Regions from separate parts of the Sus scrofa genome. Here regions 1 and 2 are each linked to region 3. The links are chromatin contacts, called in public Hi-C maps. All regions are on one chromosome and are shown on one strand. Each heading gives the region's core, a stretch centred on a gene start, on an enhancer-like site or on the middle of the called end of the contact. The rest is flanking DNA. Distances are from core to core; before and after follow the strand shown.

Evidence for each region. Hi-C and Micro-C count contacts between places; a contact is called where the count stands out from the background.
Region 1: a Hi-C map of retroperitoneal adipose tissue shows a contact between it and region 3, with 1.7 times the contacts expected there. The contact joins two enhancer-like sites. A contact is called at or near these places in 5 of 47 Hi-C or Micro-C datasets (embryonic fibroblasts, fetal skeletal muscle, mesenteric adipose tissue and 2 more) and 2 of 2 datasets of contacts at active chromatin or transcription factors (alveolar macrophages and skeletal muscle).
Region 2: a contact with region 3 is called in a Hi-C map of subcutaneous adipose tissue, with 2.8 times the contacts expected there. The contact joins the promoter of HELZ2 here to the enhancer-like site in region 3. A contact is called at or near these places in 16 of 47 Hi-C or Micro-C datasets (alveolar macrophages, blood, embryonic fibroblasts and 10 more) and 1 of 2 datasets of contacts at active chromatin or transcription factors (alveolar macrophages).

The regions. Positions count from the first base shown.
Region 1 is chr6:59,481,629-59,484,741 of Sscrofa11.1, reverse strand. It overlaps BRSK1 (serine/threonine-protein kinase BRSK1), which reads right to left. Exons shown (of 19, transcript XM_021094996.1): 8 at 1,890-2,036; 9 at 1,388-1,419; 10 at 872-1,042; 11 at 277-374; 12 at 1-62. Among named protein-coding and RNA genes, the nearest start is that of BRSK1, 15 kb to the right of the region's middle. Within about 2 kb of position 1,796, at least 21 of the 83 cell types and tissues checked have an H3K27ac peak or open chromatin away from gene starts, as enhancers often do. A contact at or near this core is called in retroperitoneal adipose tissue, where this site is marked.
Region 2 is chr6:59,914,999-59,918,111 of Sscrofa11.1, reverse strand. HELZ2 (helicase with zinc finger domain 2) reads right to left here and starts at 1,734. Exons shown (of 21, transcript XM_003127476.4): 1 at 1,692-1,734. The coding sequence starts at 1,734.
Region 3 is chr6:59,661,551-59,665,133 of Sscrofa11.1, reverse strand. All of the region lies in intron 13 of SSC5D (soluble scavenger receptor cysteine-rich domain-containing protein SSC5D), which reads right to left. Among named protein-coding and RNA genes, the nearest start is that of SSC5D, 22 kb to the right of the region's middle. Within about 2 kb of position 1,558, at least 44 of the 83 cell types and tissues checked have an H3K27ac peak or open chromatin away from gene starts, as enhancers often do. A contact at or near this core is called in alveolar macrophages, embryonic fibroblasts, fetal liver and 4 more, where this site is marked.

The DNA.
Region 1 (3,113 bases), core at 547-3,046, 180 kb after region 3:
CTCTGGCCGCCGCTTCCCGTGACGGCTCAGCATGGGAGAATCCACACGCTTCCGGGGTGGATCTGAGGGCCAAGTGTTTCAACCCAGTCAGAAGACCACACTGGCCCAGCTGTACGTGGCACTCACACAGATGCGGAAGTTGAGGCTCAGAGTGGAGAGGGGTTTTGACAAGGGTCCCAGAGCAAGTCAGGGAGTCTAAACGCAGAAGCTCAAGGCCTGCAGCCCGTCCCTCCCTTGGAGATCTGGGGTCTGGATTCCTAGCCCTGCCCTTCTCACCAACGTCATTCCGGGGAGGCAGGTCCTGGTCCTCACAGCTGGGATACCGCTCCTTCCGATCCAAAAGCAGATAATATATCATTTTTTCTTGGTTCTCCCTATGTGGGGGGAGTGGGCGGTAGGAGAACATGGGTCAGAGGTCAGGCCCCAGAGTTGGTCTCACCCCTTCCCTGTGGCCGTGGCTCTGTGGGGCTCAGTCCACTGTGGTTCCATTCTCCTGCGTATCAGTAGGGATGGTCTCTGTTTCAGGATACATCTCAGCCTCATTTTACTCAATAATAGTAATAATGACACTGACATCTGAGCACTTACTATAAGTTAGCATGATGTGAGGCATTACATTGGCCTTAGCATCTGTTATGTTTTGTCTTTTCTCATCTTCTTCTTTTTTTGTTAATATATTTTTCAGCACCACATCTTTTTTCCTCTGGTCTTATCACTCCCTTGTGGCAACAGCTCGCCAGGTCGCAGAAATCTGCACGTGGAAGGACCCCCGACGCGCCCCCTGCCGGCTGCCCTGGGAGCTGCAGCAGCTCACCCCGAGGGGCCAGGGTGAGTGTGGGGGTGGGGGTGGGGGTTAGGGTGGGGGTCTTACTCCTCGCTTCGCAGCTCACGATGCAGCCGCTCGCGGTCCCTGAAGCAGCCCAGTGAAGCCATGCTCTCCAGGACGTCAGGATCCAGCTCTCCGTTTGATGGCAGGCTCCGCATAGCCACCCGTCGGCCTGGGGCTGGCTCCAGGCAAGGGTCCGGCTCGTGTTTCCCACCCCTGGGGAGAAGAATCACTGGGAACCGGGCATTTCCTGCAGTGTAGACTCAGGGGCCCCGGGTCCCGGCCTGCTCCTTTCTTGGGAACCCAGGAGTCCAGACCCCAGCCCCTCTCCCCTCAGACCCAGGTGTCTAGACCCCCAGCCCCTCTCCAGAAAGACCCAGGAGTCGGGGGCCCCAGCGCCTCCTCTACCTCTGTCTTCCTCCCCTAGTACCCAGAAGTCCAAGTCCCTACCCCCTCCTTATTTAGGACCCTCAGCATCCCACCCCTTCCTTTGGGGGCCCTTGATATTTGGGGTCCTTCCCTTCCCCCAGGGGCCCAGATGTCCACTGTCCCCATACTCACAGGTACCAAGGGTGTTTCTGAATTTGCTCCAGCTGTGAAGGGCATGGGTTGTAGAGAAGCCGAAGTGAGGTCGTTTGAACACAGTAGGCGCTCAGTGAAGTTGATGGGGTGGTGTTGGGGGGGGTCCCTGGGGAGCCCCCCCCACCAAGCGCAAGATGAGGCTCATGTCTCCCCCTAGTGGCGGCTGCGCGGCGCAGCCTGACTGGACCGGCCGCCCCACATCTCCCGCATGCGCAGTGGCACCCTGTCCCCGACCCCCCCCCACCGAAGGGCCGGTGTGCGCCTGCGCCTTCCCTCTGTGAGGCGGGGGGTTCCCTCCGCCCCAGTTTGGAGTGGCAGCTTGGCGGGACCCCGACCCAGGGGTGGGGCTTGGCCAGAGAGCCCCCTCCCAGCCGTAGCCCCAGGGACTGATAGGCAGGTTCTGGAAACCCATCTTCATGACTCCCCTAGGGATTCTGTCCCCATCACCCACCGTCCCTCCATCCGCGTGCCCCCAACTCACGCTGAGCCTTTTCTCCGGCTCCACTTCGATCATCCCTCTTAGGAGGCTCTGGCAGTCTGGAGGAATGAAGTGGGGCATGTGGAAGACGCCCCGTTTCACCTTCTCCAGCAGCTGGCGGAGGTTGTCATCGTCGAAGGGCAGAGCCCCCTGGCAGAGAAAGAACAGGCGCTCTTACACGTGCGGCTTGCTACACCCCGGGCGAGTGTCTCTGCGCTTCAGGGCCCTGACGCGTTTAGTCCTCACCACCAGCCCCGGGGAGGTGGGGCGCTATTATTATGTCCACTTGACCGATGGGGAAACCGAGGCAGGGAGCCATCGGCAATTCACCCAAGGCTGCCTGGCCCCGAAGCACGGAGTGAGCATTTGGCAAAGAGCAGTCTGGCAACAGCGCTTAAGAGGCTGGGCTTGCAACCTGGGAGGCTGTCCTATAAAGGAGCCTCTCCGCAGTTAGGGAGGGGTGATCCATTCATTCAACCACAGGTGGGTGCCGCTTAGGGGTGAGGGATCTAGAGGAAACAAAACGCCCCTGCCGGCCCTACAGCTCACACCCCAGAGTGGGAGATGCTGGCAAGGGAGCAAATAGTAATAGCTGTGGAGTGACACAGGGCTGGAGGTGACACAAGCACAGACCCAGACTGGGCCACGGGGGGCCTACCGGAATCTGGGAGTATATGTAGCAAGTTTGATGGTGTCCTCCCAACATTCATGTCCACCTGGAACCTCAGAATGAGACCCTGTTTACAGAGGTGGTCTCTGCACATGTAATCTGCTGAGGACCTGGAGATGACATCCTCCAGGCTTTAGGGAGGGCCTGGAAGAGGAGGGGAAGCACAGACCCCATATCCAAGAGGACAGGGGTTCGATCCTGGCCTCGCTCAGTGGGTTAAGAATCCAGCGTTGCTGTGGCTGTGGTGTAGGCTGGCAGCTACAGCTCAGATTCGACCCCTGGCCTGGGAACCTCCATTTGCCACGGTGTGGCCCTAAAAAGAAAGGAAGAAAGGAAAGGAAAGGAAAAAGTCAAGAGAAGTTGGAGGCAGAGACTGGGACAATGCAGCTGCAAGCCACGGAGAGGTCAGCAGGTCACGTGGGACTTTTGGCCTGACAGGGGCACCAAGGCACTGTGCTTAAGGGTCCGGGTGCTGGAGTTCCTGTCATGGCTCAGTGGGAACGAATCTGTCTGGTACCCATGAGGATGCAGGTTCGATCCCTGGCCTTGCTCATTGG
Region 2 (3,113 bases), core at 485-2,984, 250 kb before region 3:
GGTGCCAAAGCACAGAACAGAAAATTACAGACCAATATCCCTGATGAAAATAGATGCCACAATTAACACACTATTAGCAAACCGAATTCAGAAGCACACTAAAAACACCCCGTAAGTAAAAGGGATAAACCTCAGCAGATATAATAAGGGACACGTGCGACAAGCCAGCAGCGAACATCATACTCAATGGTGAAGGTTAAAGGCTTTTCTTTCCTTTTAAGATTAACACACACACCAAAAAGAAAAATACATATATATCAATGGAACAGTATAGAAAGCATACAAAGAAACCCACTCGCCTATGGTCAGTTAATCTAGGGCAACGGCGACAATACACAATGAAAAAAGACAGTCTCTTCATTCAGTGGTGCTGGGGAAACCAGACAGCGACATGGAAAAGAACGACACTAGAATATTGTCTAGGAGTTCCTTTGTGGCAAAGTGGATTAAGGATCAAGCATTGTCACTGCAACAGCTCTGACTGGGAACTTCCTCATGCTTCAGGCAAGGCAAAAAAAAAAAAAAAAAGGAAATTCTCTAGCACCATACACAAAAATAAACTCAAAAGGGATTAAAGACCTAAATGTAAGATGAGATACTATGAAAGTCCTAGCGAGGAGTGGCTGTGGTGTAAGCCTGGCATCCCTAGCCCCCTAGCCCCCTAGCCCCCCAGCCCCCCAGCCCCCCAGCCCCCCCAGCCCCCTAGCCCCCTAGCCCCCTAGCCCCCTAGCCCCCTAGCCCCCTAGCCCAGCCCCCTAGCCCCCTAGCCCCCTAGCCCCCTAGCCCCCTAGCCCCTAGCCCCCTAGCCCCCTAGCCCCCTAGCCCCCTAGCCCCCTAGCCCGGGAACTTCCATATTGCTGGAACATGTGACTATAAAAAAAAAAAAAAAAAAAAGGGAAAACTGGATAGAAACAAAAAGTGGATTAGCGTTTGCCAGAGGCTGGAGGGCCACACATGCACACACAGCCCTTCTCTGGCTGGAGTGATGACACCTTTGTCCTCTGGCCCAGCAGGCATTAGATGCTGAGGGCCAATTTCATCATCTCCAGCAGGAATTCTTCCCTAAACTCCAGTCCTCCGCCTCTTCAGCCCTTTCCCCTACATCCATCAGCAAATGGAGCCAGAAGCCAGAAGCCAGATGCCGCATCACAGCCCCAAGGACCCTAAGGCAGCCTCCCAGCTGGCTCCCTTCAACCACCTCCCTCCCTATGACAAACAGCCGTCGTTTCAAACCTCTGCTCCGGAATAAACAGAAGGGCTGACGTAGGCAACCATCACAGGGGTAAGTGAAGCAGGACGTCACATGTGTAGTCTCAAACCGTCTCCAAGAGACCTACTGCTTACAAAGGAAAAGGAAGCCCTCGGGAGTTCCAAGAGACAGGACAGCCCGAACCCCAGCAGGACACACCCGGGGGTCACCAGCCCCCAAATGCAGACTTTAACTCATCGCAAGAAACGCCACAGACTCTCAGAATGTCCAGGTGAAAGATGAAGGCTGAGGGAGACACGGTTCTAGGCCCAGCGGGGAGGGATGACCAAAAGCGGACCAGAACGCATCCCGCGTTCCTGGAGGGGATTTGGTCAGGATAACAGGTATACACACAGAGGAAAGGAGACACTGATCGGAGTACGGGGTAGGCCTCAGAAACAGCCTTGCATCGGTGCGGAACCTCTTTGGGTTAATTACTGACCAAGCACGCGTTCTTCCATGCCCACGTGAAGTGCTTCTTCCATGCCCACGTGAAGTGCGAGGGGTAAAAGGCATGGTATCTGCCGCTGACTCTCAGACCACCCAGGAATTAAAGCTCATGCTACGTCTCCATAGTGCATATATAGAGAGAGGTTCTTGGCAATTTTTGCAATTTCAGTGTACATTTGAAATTGTGTTGCATAAAAACTAAACAAAGCAACTGCAGAGGGAGGCCCTGGTAAAATCAGACTTCCTTGCCCAGGTGACAAAGCTTTCCCTCGGCTGCCCAAAACCATGGGAAAAGCCCCAGATACCCTCACCAGTATCATCTCCCCGATCCTGGGGCCCAGGGCTGCTTACCTCCAAAGCGGATCTGACCCTTGGCTCCTACCACGCGGGCACCGATGCGGACACGGATATGGCAACGCGCGGATGTGGCTCCGCTCCTCCGATGCGACTCTGCTCGGGCTCCTAAGTGGATCTGACCCTCAGTTGGTCCCAGCACTCAAAGCCTCCACCAGCCCCAGCGGAATTTAAGGGCCGTCAAGAACCCTCCCAAGGTCACACCCAGGGACCCTCCCAGCCGGAGAGAAGCTCATAATCTGGTCCCAGAACAAGCAGGCTGAGTCCCTGGGTGGGAGGGTCCCAGACGTCAGCGTTCCAGGAGGGTCCCGGCTTAGCCAGTGGGAGGGGCATGGCCATGAGGCCCCCTTAGAGTCTGCCCTTCCCCGGGGGCCCATGGGGAGAGCTTCATGGGGGCTGCATCCCACCGAGAACGGAGGTTGGGGTGGGGAATGCAACCACAGGGTCTCCCCTCATTGAGGGTCTACACCCAGGCTCTCCCCAGCTGCTCTTTCCCCATCTCAGCTCCACAACATCGCTTCACTGTGGGTTCTCACCTCCACCCGTGCACCCCCACCCTATGCTCGGAACCCTGTCTGGAGCCCCCAGGACCAGCCCCTGGGCGGAGGACGATCCTGGGGGATCCCCAACCTCTCTTCCACCCAGGGGGCCGGCCCCACCCCACCCTGCCCCAGCTGCTTGCTCTAGATCAGACCTCACCCTCCCTGAGGCCCTGAGGTCGGATGGCACCTCCAGGACAGCACCTCCGTGGACTGGATGGCTCCTCCTCTGGAGGCCAGGCCTACTCATCCGAAATCCTGTGCCCACTCCTCCCACCCCACTCCCCCGGCCCCCGCAGCACTCCCGCCCCTGTGGGTGCCTCTCAAGGATGGCCCAAGGGAGGAACTCCATCAAGACTGAGGAAGGGCGGGGTGGGCAGGGCATCTCGGAGTCCTGAGGACTGTCTGCACTGCCCACAGGGCAGGGGGCCTCTCTGACCGGAGTCTGGTGATCTGGAGCGGCCGCAGCCCCGCTGACCCGGCCGTCCCTCCTGCAGCTGCTCTCCCAGAGCCAAGGTCAT
Region 3 (3,583 bases), core at 309-2,808:
AGTCCCTGGGCGGCCTCCACCAGCTGGGTCAACCCCAGGCCCAGGGCTTGGCGCTCCTGCTGGTCACGCTCCAGGGCCTGGGTCAGCCTCTGCAGCTGGCCGCTCACATCCCTCACAGCGGCCACCAGCTCGACCAGGGCAGGCGGCTCACAAGCCATGACCCTTACTGGTGGAGCTGGGGCCTCGCATGGGCCAAAGGGGCCTGGGCTCTGAACGGGAGTTGGCCCCGGGGTGAGGCGGTCGGGAGGAGGTTGATCCAAGGGGTGGGCCATATGGGGCAGGTGGAGGTCAGGGGTCACACGGGGGTCGGGGACTGAGTATGGATCCTGAGTAGATGGAGAGGTTAGTTTGGGGCTCTGGCTTCCGGGTGGTGTGAGGTTCTCAGTGGATGGTGTGCTTGGGACTGGAGAGGGCTCTGGGCTCCACGTCTGGGATCCAGAGGGGTGGGGAGCCCCTGCAAAGGTGGGCTCGACTGCTGGTGCTGGAGAGGAAGAGGGAGGTTCTGTTCCCAAGGAAGTTAGCAGGGACTGAGAAGTGATCAAAGGAGTTGTGGTGGGGTTGGGAGTCGTGGTGGTGAGGTGAGGGGTCGTGGCTGGGTAAGAGGTTGTGACTGGGTAAGGGGTCATGGTGGGCTGGGCAGTGGTGGTGGGACGAGGGGTCGTGGTGGGCTGGGCAGTGGTGGTGGGCCGAGGGGTCGTGGTGGGCTGGGCAGTGGTGGTGGGACGAGGGGTCGTGGTGGGCTGGGCAGTGGTGGTGGGACGAGGGGTCGTGGTGGGCTGGGCAGTGGTGGTGGGACGAGGGGTCGTGGTGGGCTGGGCAGTGGTGGTGGGACGAGGGGTCGTGGTGGGCTGGGCAGTGGTGGTGGGACGAGGGGTCGTAGTAAGGTAAGGGGTAAAGGTCTGCTGAGGAGTGGCAGTGGGGTGAAAGGTCGTGGTGGGGTGAAGGGTGGTAGCGGGGTGAGAGGTTGTAACAGTGGGGTGAGGGCTTGTGGGGGGGCCTGGGGAACTAGAGAGTTCTGGGACTGTGCTGGGGTATGGAGTTGTGTCCCAGCCTGGGTCTGTGTCAGATTCTGGCTGTGTCCGCTCTGAGGTAGAGGAAAGGCGAGTCACCACCGCAGGTGCAGTGGGGTCAGAGGTCAGTTCTTTGGGCATGGAGGGTGACAGCCCAGGGGTCAGTGCTGGAACCACGGTGGCAGCGTGAGTGGAGAAGTCGAGGCCAGGGGTGGTCAGGGCGCGGTGAGAGTTCATCGAGGAGGCCGGGTCTGGGCTGGGGGGCAAAGTGTCGGGAGGGTCAGAGGTCACCTCGGGGGTTGAAGCTGCTGTGGGGATGAGCTGCGGCGGGGAGTCAGAGGTCGGCAGAGGGCCTGGGGGCTCTGGCGAGGTAGAGGGAGCTGGGGAAGGGACGGGGGGCGCTGTCCTGGCCGCTGTAGGCCGCAGCAGCCGGCGCTCTGGCAATGGTTTCCTCGCAGAACCTGGAGGAAAGATGGATGGCCGAGGTCAGTCTGCCCCGCCCATCCCGGGACCCGCCCCGCCCCCTAGGTATGGGACAGCCAATGGGAAGCGACAGAGCCTCGGGACATCACGGGTCGCCAGCAGACTTCACCCGGCCCTAGTGCCCCACCTCTCAGCATCCTCTGATGTCTCCAGGCGCCACCTGGCGTCCTCTGGGGGCGGATGCAGAGATGGGCGGGCAGGGGAGAGGGGGCTGTGGAGGGGTACCCTGAGATGCTGGAGGGGGTGGAAACGGGGGCGGGGGGATGGGGTGTAGTAGGATGCACTAGAGAGCATGGGTAATGTGGGGGACGTCGAGGGGTACCTGGGATGCAGGACGGGGTCGAAGGGCAGAAATGGGACGAAGGGAGATAAAGATGGGGGGCAGGGCGTGGGAGATGCTGGAAGAAGCAGAAGCCTCAGGCGGAATCCAGGAGGGTTGGAAGGGTAATCTCAGCAATCAAGCCTAATCTTTTTGTGCTATATTTTAAACCAATCAATATTAATGCAAAAGATTGACAGTGAACAAGTCAAAATTTTAATCCAAGACAGGATCGGACCCACCTGACCGAACTCCTCCTAAAACCAGCTCTGTCAGATCCTGGGGATCCAGGTCAGATCCTGCCTTCCGTTTAAATTGCATATTTAATGCATCGTGGATTGATTTTGCATTCATTTTTACTTTTTAACCTATAGTATTAAGATTTTATCTTGGTTACTATTACGGGTTTGGAATGTCCCTAAATTTTAAGCCTGAGTTGAGTGAGAAACCTCTTCCGGGCCCTGCTTCCAGGTAGATGTGAATCTTTTTTTTTTTTTTTTTTTTTGCTATTTCTTGGGCCGCTCCCGCAGCATATGGAGGTTCCCAGGCTAGGGGTCGAATCGGAGCTGCAGCCACCGGCCTACGCCAGAGCCACAGCAACACAGGATCCGAGCCGTGCCTGCAACCTACACCACAGCTCACGACAACGCCGGATCGTTAACCCACTGAGCAAGGGCAGGGACCAAACCCGCAACCCCATGGTTCCTAGTCGGATTCGTTAACCACTGCGCCACGACAGGAACTCCGATGTGAATCTTAACCTCTTTTTACAGATGAGGGAAGCCAGGTCAAGAGGGCAAGTCACTTGCCCAAGGTCATACAGACACAGTTTGAAAGGTGCGGGGACGAGATCTGAACCCAAGTTCTTTATATCCAGAGTCTAGGCCATGAAGTGGCCCTTTCTCAGCGATGGAAATGTTCTCTGCTGTCCACTATGGTTGCCACTGGTCGCCTGTGCCTTCTGAGCACTTGAAAGGCAGCTCATTCAACAAAGGAACGGAATGTTTTCTTTTTCAAATTACTGACTCGCTTAAAGAGCCACTGGGGTTGGTAGCTACCATACAGAACGGCACAGCTCCAGAGAATCCCACTTCTCTGTAGGGTCTCTGAGGTGCAACCCCCCATCGCCTTGCTGTCTGCAGAGGTCACTGAGCAAAGGGCTAGGCTTCCAGCCAGGATGCCAGCTCCACTACTTCTTAGCTGGGTCACCGTGGGCAGGTTACCTAACTGCCTTGAAGCCCAGTTTTTTCCCATGTTTCTATAAACCATGGATGACACACAGACGTCCCATTATAATCATGAGAATTCAGGGAGAGTGTGTGTGCAGGGCACGTACCATAATGCCCAGCACATACTAAGCATTCTCATGACTATTCTCATTATGAGGCTCACTGGCTGCTATGGGGATTAACATATGCAAATATATTCAAGAGTAGTACATCCAATTTTTTTCTTTTTTTTTTTTTTACGGGGGTGTGCCTGTGGCATGCAGAAGCTTCCGGGCCAGGGATCCAACCCATGCCACAGCAGCAACCCAAGCTGCTGAGGTGACAACACCGGAGCCACAAAGCCACCTTAACCCACTGAGCCACCAGGGAACTCCACAAAATGCTTAGAATAGGGCTTGACAAATATCGTTTGTATAAATGTTAACTGTTCCTAGTTATTATTTCAAGAATCTCGCCTTCTTTAGCTAGTACCGGGGCTCGGACACCCGGAGGGGTGTTGATGTTTGATTTTTCAGACCCGCGGCGCAGAGCGCTGACCTAAT